2 separate regions of the Rattus norvegicus genome follow, and region 1 is linked to region 2. Evidence: chromatin contacts called from public HiChIP or PLAC-seq data. All regions are on one chromosome and are shown on one strand. The core of a region is the stretch at or near the end of the contact, and the rest is flanking DNA. Distances in the headings are between cores, read along the strand shown.

Region 1 (2,700 bases), core at 181-2,680, 300 kb before region 2:
TGCCCTCCACCATGTTGGGAAGGCCTTAGGAAGTAAGCATCACGCAGTGACTATTTCTACTTATCTCCAAAGGCCCGTGTTCAGATAGAAAACCCGGGGTCTCAACACATCCCACTTGAGTTAAAATCTCCCGAGGATGGCAAAGGAGGGGGCAGGGGTATCTCCGAGTTCGAAGGCAGCCTGGTCTAGAATGAGTCCCGGGGCAGCCAGGGCTACAAAGAGAAAACCTATCTCAAAAACTCCAATCAAGGGGTTGGGGATTTAGCTCAGCGGTAGAGCGCTTGCCTAGCAAGCGCAAGGCCCTGGGTTCGATCCCCAGCTCCGAAAAAAGAACCAAAAAACAAAAAAACAAAAAAACAAAAAACTCCAATCAAATCTTCTAGATTGGGCCGGGCGTGACGACGCGGGTCGAGGCTAGCCTGGTCTACACAGTGTGCTCTAGGACGGCCAGAGCAAATAGTGAGGCCCTATCTCAACCCCCACCAGCACCTCCACAGGTAATTTTTAATCGATATTGTCAGCTGATGAGGGCACCCGTTTGCTACGCTTGGAACCAGTTAGTGGCAATCCGTTTAAAGCAATCCAAGACAACTCTCTCGTCCTCTGCCACGGAGGGAACTCGTGAGCGGTCCCAGGCAGGCCGAGTACTTCTCCCACCACACACCAGGAAGTCACCTCTCTGAACCTGGAGTTATACCTACCGCGTGAGGTCAGAGATTAAATGGACTGTTTGTGCACTGCTCACACACACACACACACACACGCGCGCGCGCGCGCGAAATTGCTTTTATTAGGAGCTCTCAGGAAAGTGGTGGCTCGCATCAGGCTACCACAGCCAAGAGGACCGCCACCTCTACCGAGGGCAGGCCAAGGCCCACTAAACGGCCCGAATGAACTCTAGGCCTTCCGGCGCTCTCCAGCTCTTCAGCGCGGCGAACGTTCTAGGCCCCTGAGAAGTCCACCGGGAGGCGCAGGTTTCCGCTACGCAAGGGAAATCCCCGAGAAATGCCCAGACCACCTAAGCACAGACGTCCATGCGGCGTACGGATACCTGAGGGAATCCGGGCCATACCGCCACCTACTCGCGCCTCACTCAAGCCGCGCCAAACTCGCGCGTTTCACTGCGCAGGCGTGTAGCGAGCGGGCGCTCAGGAACACTCAAAGGACCAGCACACTGACCAATCAACGTCCGCCTTGGCCAAAACTAGTCCCGCCCTCAAAAGCAGACGTCAGGCCCTGCCCCTAAGAGCCCCGCCCTCCCCCACGCTTTAGGCCCGACCCACGCCGTCCTGGGTTAAGGCTCGCGGTTGGTTCGGGGGACGGACGCGAGCTCTGGTTGGTGGAGGTGAGGTCACGAGAACACCTTCGTCGCCTTTCCAGAGGCGATTACTGGGCAAGCTCAGTCTTTTGCCTCAGACGCTAGCTGTAGCTGGCAGGCGGTTGTACGTGCTCCAGAGTCTTCATTACCCGCCGATCCAGTCGTCTTCGCGTGGGTTCCGCTAAGCTCTTCTGAGCTGCTCGCTCTCTACACACGCCGTCGCCGTAATCCGCCATCATGGTGAAACTCGCAAAGGTAATAGGCCTGACGCGCGAACACGGACGACTAGGCCTGCTTTCTGAGAGACGCGCGCGCGCCCGTCGCGGAGGGGAGGAGGGCCTGCGCACAGTCCCGGGCGCGTTCGAGGGCGCCATGCTGAGGGAAGTCTCGCGCGACTAGCGGGAGGTCTCGCGGTGTTTGGCCTCTGACTTGAGGGATGAGAGGAGCCGAGGCAGGTTCTGGGAGGGCGATGTAGAGTGCACCGGGGCCGGGGGTCGGTGTGAGGGGAAGTCGGAGGAGTTGAGCGCGGAGAGGGGGTTGGAGGCTCGGCGAGTGAAGTGGGCCAACCTTAAGCGGCTAGCGCTCTCGGCCCCGCCTCCCGGCGCACGTGCTCCGGTGCGCGGCCCGCCACGTGGGTTACGGCGCTCCGCACGTGTCGCGCGTCCGAGGCAGTGAGGGGAGTGGGAGTACACCGGGAAAGGGGACAGTAGAGTTGGCCTAGTTACCTAGCGATCCGCAGTCCCTGACCGTGACGGGTAGATGGACACGTGGTGGGCTCCTGAGGTAGCGCGTGGTGACCGGCTAGGTGACTCCACGTGGTTTGGCTGTAAGCGTGAGAAAGTAGGAAGTAGCTCCGATACAGAGATGCTTTTAAGAGGTGCCTTCGAGATAACCCCCTTCCCCGGCAAATAGTTAAAATGGAACCTTTAACTGGGTTTTTTTCTTTTTTGTGGAACGTGCCAGAAAATAAAGTGCCACGACTAAGTAGACTTTAAAAACCTGTGGCTGTTTCCTGGTGAAGGTTTCTGTCTGTAAGACAAATTATGCGCAGTTCTCAGAAAAATTTGCCAGGAAGAGTGTCGTGCCTGGCCACGAGAAGTCTTTATGCTTGTGTTCTTTAGTAAGAAAGGAGGTGGTGGCCGAGGACAAAGTGGCTTACAATGCGGGTGATTTTTTTGTGTGCATTTGTAGGCCGGCAAAACCCACGGAGAGTCCAAGAAAATGGCTCCTCCTCCAAAGGAGGTGGAAGAAGATAGTGAGGATGAAGAAATGTCAGAAGATGAAGATGACAGCAGTGGAGAAGAGGAGGTAGGATGCTATTTGAAAAATTGTGTGATTTGCAGTGGTAGATTGACTGGAAGTGTCAGAAATAACAGTCAGTT
Region 2 (2,700 bases), core at 15-2,514:
CAAGTACAAACACTTCTTCATGTGTCTGAAAACAGCCATCACAGGGTGTAGTGGTGCAGAGTATAAATAAGTCCCAGTATTTGGGAAGCAGAGGCAGGAGATCTCTGTGAGTTTGAGGTCAGCCTGGTCTACATAGTGAGTTCGGGGACAGCGCTACAAAGTGATTGCCTGTCTGAAACAGACAAAACGATAAAAGAGAAGAGAAGAGGGGGGAAGAGAATAAAGGTCTAACATCTCTACCCATTTCCTTAACCAATCCTCATAAAGATGGTCTTAAGGTCCCCACCATACAGATTACTGTCTACTGAGAACCTGTTTGTTCACAATCAAATACTTGTAGCGCAAGTACAGAATAAGGACAACCAAGCAGCCAAGGCTGAAAAAGCACCAAGACCGGGAACAGCTATATGCAAATCAAGTGTATAGTGGTGGGCTTGAAAGTTTCCATTTAGCAGTTCATCCCAACACCTTCCCATTTCAATAGCCACTACAAGTACCTAAAACTATACAAGTGGGTGAACCCGGCTTTGCAGTCCCGAGAATCTCAAACACACACGGTAAGTTGGCTTTCCACTCAATACTTCCTTCACTGAACGAGGTTCTTAAGTGAATAAGGTGGCCCCAGAAACCCAGCCACCTCAAACCTACTTTCGGACTTCTAGGAGAAGGTATCTCAAGCCCGAGCCAGAAGCACAGAAGTGTAGCAGTTAGGCTGCCCGGCCAGGAGCTGCTATAAGATGTTACGATGGCACCGGGGCGCATCCCAAGCTGATACACCTACGGGGAAGGATCGGGGGTCATTCGACCAAGAAGCGGACAGAGAGAATAAAGGTCCAGCGACCGCCTAGGAGCCCGGTCCGGTCCTGGCACGGGGGTGTGGCTGGCCAGGGACGCTCAGGTGGCTACCTGGTCCTATTCCTACGAACCCAAGGGGCCTGCAGTAGCCTGGTCAGTCTCCCAGCCCTTGATCCCCGAGGTGGGCCTCGGGCAGAGGGGCCGCGCAGGCCGGCGCTCGACCCGGAGGTGCCCAGTCACCCGCCCTGACTCAGCTAAACGCCGGCGCGGAGGTGGCTCCTCACTGGGGCGCCTGCTCCCGGCCGCACTCACCGGCTGAAGTGATCATGGCTGCGCCCTGCACTCGCCGATCCGCTCGTCCACAGTTCTGGCCAAGCCCTGGATCTGTCAGCTCAGGGCCCGCTTGCTCTACCGCACCTCCAGGTTCCCGGGTGCGCTGCTCAGTCAGTCCCCTCACAGGCCGCCGGCTCGCTTCTAGCCGAGGACCTCGCCCGCCCTAGGGCTGCCCTCATCTCCGCCTGAGGCTTGACGCAAATTCACCTCCACGCCTGTGTCTTTTAGGCAGCTCCGGCCTCTCGATACCATGCAATAGGGTAAAATAATGCCGTTGTTTTTTATAATTCTCGCGAGGTCATAGATCTGGTCGGCTAGGAACGAACATTCATTTGCACTTGCCATCAGGCTTCAAAATAGACACCCTTGCAAAGAGAGGTCCTCTCATCATCCGCCATTGCTAAGAGAAAGGGTGCTAGGGAAGGTCTAAGCAGTGCTCGCAGCGCCACCTAATGGTATGGCGGTCTCACTGCAGTAATGCCCGTCAACCCAAGACTATTGGGAATATAGGTACGTGTTTTCTTAGAAAAGCAACTGAGGCAGAAGGATCTTGAATTCGAGGCCAGCCTAGGTTATAAAAGATATGCTATTTAAGTGGGGGAAAGGTAGTGGTGGAATACTGCTGGAGAGACGACTTGGTCACTTAAGTGGGTTGAGTCTGGATTCTCAGTGGCCGGTGTAAACCCAGGGCTGGAGGAGGTGAAAACGGGTCGATTATCTGGGGCTTGCTGTTGGTCCAGCCAGTTAGTGAGCTCCAGGTCTAGTAAGAGACTCTGGTTCAAAAAATAAAGTGGCTGAGTGTAATGGTTCACGCCTTTAATCACAGCACCCAGGAAGCAGAGGCAAAGGCAGAGGCAGGCAGATCTCTGTGGATTTAAGGCCACCCTGGCCTACAAGTAGATTCCAGGACAGCCAGAGCCACAAAGTGAGACCTTTGAGGGGGTGGGTCCTAGGGAGGGGTGGAAGAGCAACTGAGGAAGACACCCAATGTTAACCTCCAGCCTACTTGCACATATGTGTGTATGTGTGTGTGTGTATAATGTGTGTGTGTTTATATATGTGTGCAAGTTTGACACAAACTTGCCTCCATGACTGTGTCTTTTGTACAGCTACAACCTCCAGAGGACCTCTCCTTACCCCAAATATGAACACACACGCAAAAATAGACTTTACGGGTGTCAAACATGGAGGTGCACCCCTTTGGAGGCAACGGGAGGCAGATCTGTGAGTTCCAGGCCAGCCTTGTCTCCATAGGGAATTCTGATGAGATAGGAGTCATAGATGGAGAGCCTGTCTTAAAAGAGCAGTTGCCGGGGTTGGGGATTTAGCTCAGTGGTAGAGCGCTTGCCTAGCAAGTGCAAGGCCCTGGGTTCAGTCGCCAGCTCCGAAAAAAAGAAAAAAAAGAAAAAAAAAAAAAAAAAGGGGCAGTTGCCTTTCATGGTTAAGCTTCCAGAGGACCCAAATACAGTCTCCAGCACCCACACTGAGCAGTTCACAACTGCCTATAACTCCAGCTCCTGGGGGATTCGATGCTCCCTCTGCCTCCACAGGTACCTATACCCAAGTGCACAT

Evidence for each region. HiChIP or PLAC-seq counts read pairs in DNA pulled down with a chosen protein or histone mark.
Region 1: a contact with region 2 is called in an H3K27ac HiChIP or PLAC-seq map of oligodendrocytes, with 4 times the contacts expected there. The contact joins the promoter of Ncl here to the promoter of Psmd1 in region 2. A contact is called at or near these places in 1 of 12 Hi-C or Micro-C datasets (hepatocytes) and 1 of 1 datasets of contacts at active chromatin or transcription factors (oligodendrocytes).

What each region holds. Positions count from the first base shown.
Region 1 is chr9:94,454,813-94,457,512 of GRCr8, reverse strand. Ncl (nucleolin) reads left to right here and starts at 1,430. Exons shown (of 14, transcript NM_012749.2): 1 at 1,430-1,573; 2 at 2,510-2,626. The coding sequence starts at 1,556.
Region 2 is chr9:94,156,535-94,159,234 of GRCr8, reverse strand. Psmd1 (proteasome 26S subunit, non-ATPase 1) reads right to left here and starts at 1,264. Exons shown (of 25, transcript NM_031978.2): 1 at 1,108-1,264. The coding sequence starts at 1,123.